Regions from separate parts of the Zea mays genome. Here region 2 is linked to region 1. A link is a contact called in public Hi-C data. All regions are on one chromosome and are shown on one strand. The core of a region is the stretch at or near the end of the contact, and the rest is flanking DNA. Distances in the headings are between cores, read along the strand shown. Region 1 holds the start of LOC100282570 (peptidyl-prolyl isomerase PASTICCINO1). Region 2 holds the start of LOC100284321.

Evidence for each region. Hi-C and Micro-C count contacts between places; a contact is called where the count stands out from the background.
Region 2: a Hi-C map of endosperm shows a contact between it and region 1, with 2.6 times the contacts expected there. The contact joins the promoter of LOC100284321 here to the promoter of LOC100282570 in region 1. A contact is called at or near these places in 4 of 25 Hi-C or Micro-C datasets (endosperm, leaf and tassel).

What each region holds. Positions count from the first base shown.
Region 1 is chr9:133,316,163-133,320,438 of Zm-B73-REFERENCE-NAM-5.0, reverse strand. It overlaps LOC100282570 (peptidyl-prolyl isomerase PASTICCINO1), which reads left to right and starts at 2,407. Exons shown (of 20, transcript NM_001155478.2): 1 at 2,407-2,750; 2 at 2,925-3,009; 3 at 3,533-3,602; 4 at 4,034-4,131; 5 at 4,276. The coding sequence starts at 2,665. It overlaps LOC100285101 (OB-fold nucleic acid binding domain containing protein), which reads right to left and starts at 2,200. Exons shown (of 2, transcript NM_001157996.2): 1 at 2,080-2,200; 2 at 1,056-1,751. The coding sequence starts at 1,750. The coding sequence ends at 1,253. LOC100279633 (putative protein kinase superfamily protein) reads left to right here. Exons shown (of 11, transcript NM_001152629.1): 11 at 1-407. The coding sequence ends at 105.
Region 2 is chr9:133,684,419-133,688,745 of Zm-B73-REFERENCE-NAM-5.0, reverse strand. It overlaps LOC100284321, which reads left to right and starts at 1,319. Exons shown (of 10, transcript NM_001157216.2): 1 at 1,319-1,934; 2 at 2,016-2,109; 3 at 3,229-3,323; 4 at 3,400-3,567; 5 at 3,999-4,071; 6 at 4,144-4,196. The coding sequence starts at 1,786.

The DNA.
Region 1 (4,276 bases), core at 1,158-3,657:
ATCAGACATTCAGACGGAAACCTCAGTTTCCTCGGCTTCATAAAACTATTGCATGGAGTTTCTTCACGCACAATCCCTAAAGTCCAAGATAACCGTTTGCATTGACCAATCCCTAATCTCAGGGCCAGTGCATGCCATGTCTGGCTGTAGAAGTTGCATGAGACCATCAGACCAGTACAAAGATTAACAGATCAGGTTAGGGTAAGAGGTAAAATTCTCTCAGTAGTTGTATATTTGCTCCGCCCTTGTCCTCAAGATGTTAAGAGGAATGTACAGATTTGGTTTGGGAAGAATGGAAAGGCTAAAGGATTTGGGGCTGTTTTTTTTTTGCTTGTTTGTTCCAGTAACACAGGTATTGCATTTCTTCTTCTTAATATAATGATGTGTAGCTCTCCTGCATATTCGATAAAAAATGCAGGCATTGCCTTCGTTTGTGCTGTGCACCTGTGTCGCTTGATGACATGCTATTGTTGTTTTTATTTATAATTTCATAACGGGAGTTGATGTACAGCTTTGTAACTTTGGAATCCTTACCACAAGAAGGATTATGCGACCTCTACCGTATAATGACGAGGCTATGGGAGGTGATTTGAGGAAAAGGCCAGAAGCTGGGACATCTTAGGAAACAGATTCCATGAGAAGAAATCCAAATATATGGTGAAATGCAGATTTGCTAAAGTCGCCGAGCTTTTGTATGCGTTCGAGATTTCCAGTGAGCGTGGATCCTTTGTTAGCCTGTTTGGCAACTCACTTTTCAATACCATAGCATTACAGTACCATGGTTTACTAATTGCAATGTACAATCTAACATCTGTTTGGCGACAAAGTATTTTGACATGTATAGTTTTGATCAAATTCCGTTCAAGTCCATGCATAATTTGCCCGGCATGCTTGCTTACACGTCCATGCTAGAACCTACATGCTCCATGCGAGCACACAAGCGCGGTAGCAGCGTTTTCGTATGGGTTACATAAACAAAACACTATATCGTTTCATATAGATTTTAATACTTGAGCATTTCCTATGCAGCCCGTGAGCATGGGATAATTTTTTTAGTAGGAAAAGAAGAGACACTAAATACATTTTGCCACTTTTACAGGGGTGAGTGGCATATAAAATACCATATCAATAACATGTGATTAAGTGGTTTTCGTAAAGATGGCAAAGAATTAAGAGCCCCCCTTAGAAGAGATTGTCTCCAGCAAGTGCAGAGATAGATAAACTCGTACAAACTACACATGGTAAACCCCATTCAAGTGCGACCTTGAGCAGAACGTGGTGGCAGATCATAGCACTCCTTGGCCAGGCGGACACACTGCAACCAATGCAGCACCTCCGAATTCGGGTCCTTCTCCGGAACCACATCTCTAACAGTAATCTGGATCGCACCACGATACGAGGCGATCTTCCCTCGCACCCTCAAGAGGGTGCCTAGACGCACCTCCTCTGACATTTTCAGCGCCATCTCTGCAGTAGGATCATGGTCTGACGATGGCCCAGAGGACGTCCTAGCATTCAAGTACTGGTGGTTCAGCCACAGGATGCACGGCACACACCCAGTGCCGTCGTCGACCAGGAAGCGGAGGAACTTCTCCCTGCGGTCACGCGAGACGACGACTCCGACGAGCTCCGCACGCGCAACCCTACGGCCGCAGCGGAGGAACGTCGTCGGAGAGGTGTGCCGTACGGTTAAGGAGAGAAGGTCCGCGGCGAGAATCTTGACGTGCACGAGATGGAGAGGTTGGTCCATTCTGCCAGTTTCAGGAGAGAGATGTTACAGCCTTACACACAGGAGCTCCGATGCTGTTTACAAACAGGATGAACACAGACCGCCTGCATTGATGACTGCTCATCCAAATCACAGGGAACAATATGCACTGCTGATTCCCATTTCCTATCGAATGCCAAAGTAGATAGCTACCATCGGCCTGTATCAATCCACGCGGTTTCGGTTTGATTCGGTCGGCCCTTCCTTCGAACAGCTAAGTGCAGTTCAAAATCCCCCCCGAACCACCATAGCCCCATAAAACATAAAATAAACTGCCGACAGAGAAGAGCCAACGAAGGATGAATCCTTACTCAGAATTACACGAGAGGCGGAAGCGATGGAGCGGGAAGGGCTTAGCATCGACGCCGGACCGCCGCGCGCACGAGAGGCGCGGTGGCGACCGGGAGCTTGGTGAAGACGCAGCACGCGGACGCAGCGCCGGCGAGTTGGCGGCCGCTAATAAGGAGCGCCTGAGCGAGACGTGCAAGTGCAACGGCCCATCTGAGATAACGGCCTGGGCATATGGCAGCCTGCTCGCAGCCCAATGGAGCCACAGCCCATTGAAACACGAGGCCCAAGTCAAAGGAAGGTACCAGCGACATGCTTTCGTTGGACTCTCCGCCGGGCGCCGGAGAGGCGGGGACCGGCGAGTCCACCATCCCATTCCCGTACCACCCGCTTCTTCCAACTCCAACTCTCCAAGGCGCTGTGCTGGCTGCTGGCCTGCTGCTACCGACTGCCGCAACTGCTCCGCATCCCGGCCTTGATTAGCAGCAGTTACGCCCGCGCAGGACAGCGGCCTTGATTAGCGAAGTATTCCTTTGCCCTACCTCTCTCCCTACCCCGTTCCGACGCGGCGGCCGTTGAGCACCTGCCCGGAAGCTATAGCTTCGGCCATGGCCCAAGATGCCGGCGACGGCGGTGGGGAACTCCCGCCGCCCGTAAAGAAGAAGTCACCGGCGGAGGAGGAGGCCGAGAAGAGGTCAGTCCCAGTTCGCCCCCTCGGGGTTCCGAAGCATGCAGGGTCGAATTGCGGGACTTAGTATTTGTTTCCATTATTAATCCGGCTGTAGAATTTTGCAATTCAGACATTCCTTTCGTTCGTTGAACTACTGCTGCTTGCTTGTGATCACGCCATGTTTCTGTTGCACTGCAGGAGGAAGAAGCTTACACCTGGGAGCTTAATGAAGGGCATTATACGGTCTGGGAGCGGTGATGCCACCCCTGCAGAGGGCGATCAGGTTGAAAGGACTGCCTGCCCTCTCTGCCTTCATATATCGTGCAATGAAATTGTGGAAGTGCATACAATCAGGAACGTGTGTTTCCCTCTGCAGCCGAACCACTGTTTGATGTTGATTGATGAGCAAGGACGTTTGGAACTTTAGTTGTACTTGATCGAGTAAATCATCCAACAATTTGTGTAATTGGCTATTGGTTCTTACATAGAATGACCCTATTTGTGGCACAAGTTTTTGGTGTAATGCCGAGATCATCCATTAACTGACATTTTCTATTGTGTCCTGTAAATACACATTAACAGAACTTATCCTAATGGTCAAATGAAACTCTTGTGTTGGATTGTTCATACATACTACATATAGCACATATTCCTTTTTTTTTCAGGACTACACATTTTACACTGTTGATGGCAGCACTTTTTGCTGACCCTCATAATGGCTTTTGCACAGTCCTGTTTTTATTACTGTGGACATGAGGAATTTTAGATGGTCAGATTAAATATATCTCATTGTAATAATTGTGCAGGTTATACTTCATTGCACTACTCGGACAATTGATGGTATCGTTGTAAATTCTACAAGAAGGGAGCATGGAGGTGTTGCATCATCTCTGAGCACATTTCACCACTATGTATACTGCAGTATCTATAAATATTGTTGCTTCCATATCCTGTTTTCATATTAATTATAGTATGGTTTCCTCCTCTGTTGATGAGGTTGCGTGCTTGCATTTCACAACTCAACTTAAATTTTATGTCGCAAGCATCCTGTTTTGTGCTGTGTTCATTAGCCATGTGTGCGGTTTGGAAAACACCTGTCCTGTATTGTGCATCCTCTAGAACAATATAATAGATCACTATGTCTTTTCTGTAGTACTTTTTTATCTGATTCTTTTCTGTAATATTTGTATCTTACAACAAACTGCCGCATGAACTTTGCACCCCAAATGGTTGTCCCATCTATATGACTACCCAATTCAATTATTGAGCCTTCAAATCATCTTCGTTACTATTGTTATAATTTACAGGTAAAGGAATCCCACTCAGATTTGTTTTAGGGAAGAGCAAGATGATCCTAGGCTTTGCTGAAGGCTTCCCAACAATGCTGAAGGGTGAAATTGCTATGGTATGGTATTTCTAATACGAAGACACTACTCAGTTTCATGGAGAATGCAGCGATTTGAAAATGCACATGTTAACAATAATACATGCGCATATTGTTTAGTCATTTTTGTCTCTTTTTCTTACTCACTTATATTCTTTTTTTCAGT
Region 2 (4,327 bases), core at 70-2,569, 370 kb before region 1:
CCAAATGAAGATGTCCGTAAACAAGCATGTTAGAAAACAAATTATCATTATTTGAATTGCGCACACATTTCATGTTATTAGTGTAAATTTGTGAGATATTGGGGTTGATGATATATATGTTGTTCGTTTTCATGTAATCTTTGTGCACTAACATTTATTGAATAATTTGGATGACGTCGTAACACATGAGCACATAACTAGAGAAGGTACCAACCAAAAGTATGTGCATGAACAGAGATCAAACATTTCAAAGTTTCTTCATAATCTAAAAATACATAAATGTGTGTTTGATTTACCAGAACATGTAAAGTATCATATTCAACATTTTTAATCCAGGGTTAAGATATCCTGGGTTCACATATCCTACTTTCATGACATTGTGCAATTACATCTAATATATTTGCCTTCTTTCGTCTAGGTACTGGTTTCATCATATACATGATCTTTCTTAAACAAAAAGGAATAATTCTCTAACCTCACATAATGGTGTACAATGATGAAAATGGATTTGGGATAGATGCGGTCATAGGGTTAGCGACATGAGCTCCGTGAGCCCGCCCATCGTGGACGGGATCTGGCCATGCACGTCGTCCGCGCCGTCAATGAAGACGATGTTTACACGCTGGCCCGACGTCGTTGCACCAAAAGTGGTCCCACGCGCAGTAGTTGGGTAGCACATGCTTCATGTTCAGCAGCGCGTGCAGCTCGCGAGGTGAGCAGGACCACGTCGTGTTGCGGACGCTGCAATGAGCAGGAAGACAACGAGGAAGATGGTGGTGGTGGACGCCATTGCGCTCGTGTGCTAGGACCTAGGAAGATAGCCGTGCATATCATAGTGATGTTTATCGTTAACTTTTAAACATCGTGGCAAAACACGGACACTTACCTAGTCCCTAGATAAAAGCCCAGTCCGACAATTGAAGTGTCTCCATTCTCTAATGAGGAATTTGTATTTTTGACACCTTAAGTAAGTGATTTTGCACAATTGACACTCTAAAATTAATTTCGTAAATTTGATACCCACATCATTGTCACTTTGATTTATTTGTCATTTTATCTTTTAATAGTTTTCTTTTCTTTTTTCTATTTTCTAAAATATAAAAGGACTAATATATCCTTTCTTGTTTATAAATTTGCCGCAGATGTGCTCTTTCACTTATTAAAAGAGTACCACATTCTCAATTTGCCGCAGCGGTGGCTTTATTAGTACGTTAAATACGAGAAATGGTATATTATATTTATTCCTTCCATATCTCAGAAAATGGGAAAATAAAAAAACTATTAAAAAGTGCGTGTCAGATTTACGAATTTAATCTTTAGAAATTAGAATGTCAATTGTGCAAAGCCAGTTATTTAGGGTGTCAAAAATACAAATTTCTCCTCCCGAACACCCTACTCGTTCTCCCCCATCGGCGCCGCTACGACCAGCGTTTGAGCCACTCGCCGCCGCGCACGATCCTCCACGCCTTGCTCCAGTCCTCGTCGGCACGCCTCCTTCCCAACCCTAACCCTAGCACTAGCAGTCAGTCGAGCGGCGGCAAGTCAAGGGTCTGTCGAGCGGGCCGGCGGCGAAGAAGTGTCTAGCGAGGCGAGTCAGGTGCAGGGGGACCCACCCGCAGCGGTGGCGTGAAGCGCGTTTGACTGGATCGACCAGGTTGGCGGCTAAACAGAGGAGGTTGCTTGTTTGTTTTCTCCGTCCGGCTGCGGTTTTCCTTTGACTGGATCGATCAGATTTGCCGGCGGCGGCAGCGGTCCCCCGGCAAAGGCGTGGGGATCCCTGCCGGGATGGAGGTGCCGTGGCTGCTGCTGGTGCACGGGTCAGTGACGGCGCTGGTGGTGGTGTCGTTCCTCTGCGGGCAATGGCCCATCTTCGAGGGCACCTTCATCCAGAGCATCAACCACTTCCTCACCTTTGGGGCCTACCACTACCTCCTGTACGTTCTAGCGCCTCCCTTCCCCCTATCCTTCCTTTCACTCCTGCTCCTGCTTAGTGAGTGAGGGAATTGTTCCTGCAGGCGGTTTGTGCAGTCTGTGTGCGGCACTGGGGCTAGGGATCTCGTCCTCGGTGTCGAGGGATACTGCTGCGACCGACCCAACCCGATATTGCAGGTACATGCCATTCATCCGTACTTGAATTGCCAACGTGTCTTGAATTATCAATGTTGGGGATAACTGTTTATGTCGAAATATGATGTAGTTGTGATGGAAGGTTAAGTTGTCTGTTTTGAGTATTGGAATACCGCTTGATGCTGAATGGCTGTTAGTTGTTGCTTGAGATAGCGGCATTGATCGATAGCTAGGGGATTGATGGTGGGTTCTCGGTTGGTAGCTCCAATGCTCGGTTGACTACTTGACTCTGCAAACGAGGAGTTTTTTCAAGGACCAGAATGTGGACGATCAAGTATGTTAGGGCTTGGGTTTCTTATTTGGTTGCCCATTATTATAAATATCCTACATTTGGTAAACCTGCTATACAGTAAACATGCAACCAAAAGCTGCTGATTAAGGGAGTGGTTTATGTTCTTCGGATTCTATGAAATTAATAAAGGCTTTGTGCTTGTGCTAAGTGAAAGCAGTGGCGAATCTTAGGTTAGAATATACATGGTTTAGGGAATGTCGGGGGGGGGGGGGGGGATCTAAATCTTCATTAGCAAAATATACTAAGACACTGTAGCATCATTTATAGATTTGCAAAAACGTGGAGGGGCCATGGCCCTAATGAAGCTCTGCCTTTGGGTGAAAGGAAGGAGGAAATAAAACTCGTTAGGGGACGAGAGATGGATTTGAAAGGTGAGAAAAGACTGCAAAAAAGACCAAACGAGTATATGGACCTGTGTCTCTCTGGTGTGACTTGATGCATAATTATATCAGTGTTTGGGGATCTGTGTGTGAACTCTCTGCATTGAATAGGACAGAACATCAGTTTGGCATTGTCAATTAATGATAATAACGATACACACATAATTTACATAAACTTCAGGTTCTTTTACTGTTATTATATCCTTTGCTTCAGTGAAGAAGTTTCTTTTTAGTGATTATTCTTCTAATTCCCTTGGGACACCTGAGCTAGCACAAATTACCTGGCATGTCAAATCATAACCAAATTTACTCAACTATCAACAACTAAGAGCCGAGGGTTTGTGTTCCTGATATTTGAATGCATAAGATGCTAGCATCAGCTCCTGCTCCTAACCAATCGTTTGTGACATTTTATTCTCCCAACCGCAGGTATTTTATGTTGCCATAATTGGAGTGACATATTTTATAATAGTGCAGACATCTTTCCAGTATATTCCTGGGTATTATGTGAGTGGATTGCACAGGTACCTTGTAGCTGCACTAACTAATTTGGATATATTTTATTGTCCATTTCTAACAGTGATATGTCTAATTGTGCAGATATCTGAGTGTTGTGGCTGTTTCTGTTGGTGCTATACTCTTCGTGCTTACTAGCTTTTCTGATCCTGGGACTGTTACTGCTGAAAATGTTTCTCAATACGTATCTTCCTACCCATATGACAACATTATTTTTGTGGAGAAAGAATGTTCAACTTGCAAGATTACTAGGTATATTTAGTTATGTACTAATTCCTAGCTGCCAGTCGTTGCATGTAGAAGTACAACCCTAAATTGTAAGATGGTATAGTTAGCTGTTTTCTTAAGTACCCAGTAAAATCTCAGGGACTAGTTTGCAGTGAGTAATCCAGTATGTGTGCAACAACTAAACTAAATGCTTTAAAGGTCTTGTGATTTTCTTAACACTTACTCAAGGTCAAATATGTTCCATCCTGTTCAGATAAACATCATAAAGTCAGGGCAGAAGGTTTTTTTGGGTGGGGGTGGGGTGATGGGGCAAGTATGGACATATGAGCTATTGGAGGGACCAAAACAAAAGCTTTCAAAGGGGTGCATCAAGCATAGGGGTTCCTCTCCCTCTGCTACTGCATGCAGTTTCTTGTGTTTCTTACCTTAGCAACTCATTGGTCGTTTATGTGTAGGCCAGCCAGGGCAAAGCACTGTAGAATATGTGACAAGTGTGTTGCTCGATTCGATCACCATTGTGGATGGATGGTACTTGTACTTACTAATTGATGGTATTGCTTTTGCTTCATTTATGTTCTGAATTTGTCTGTGTTGATACAGAATAATTGCATTGGGGAGAAAAATATTCGGTATTTTGTGGCCTTTTTAGTTTGGTGAGTTCTGCTTGGGTTTCATTCCAGCTTACCTTATAATCTGTCTGACCTAGATGGGAAATCTCACTAATGGTTCTTTTCTGTTTTCTATGTTTATCATCTGTCTTTCTTTTTTATAACCTAATAGAAGG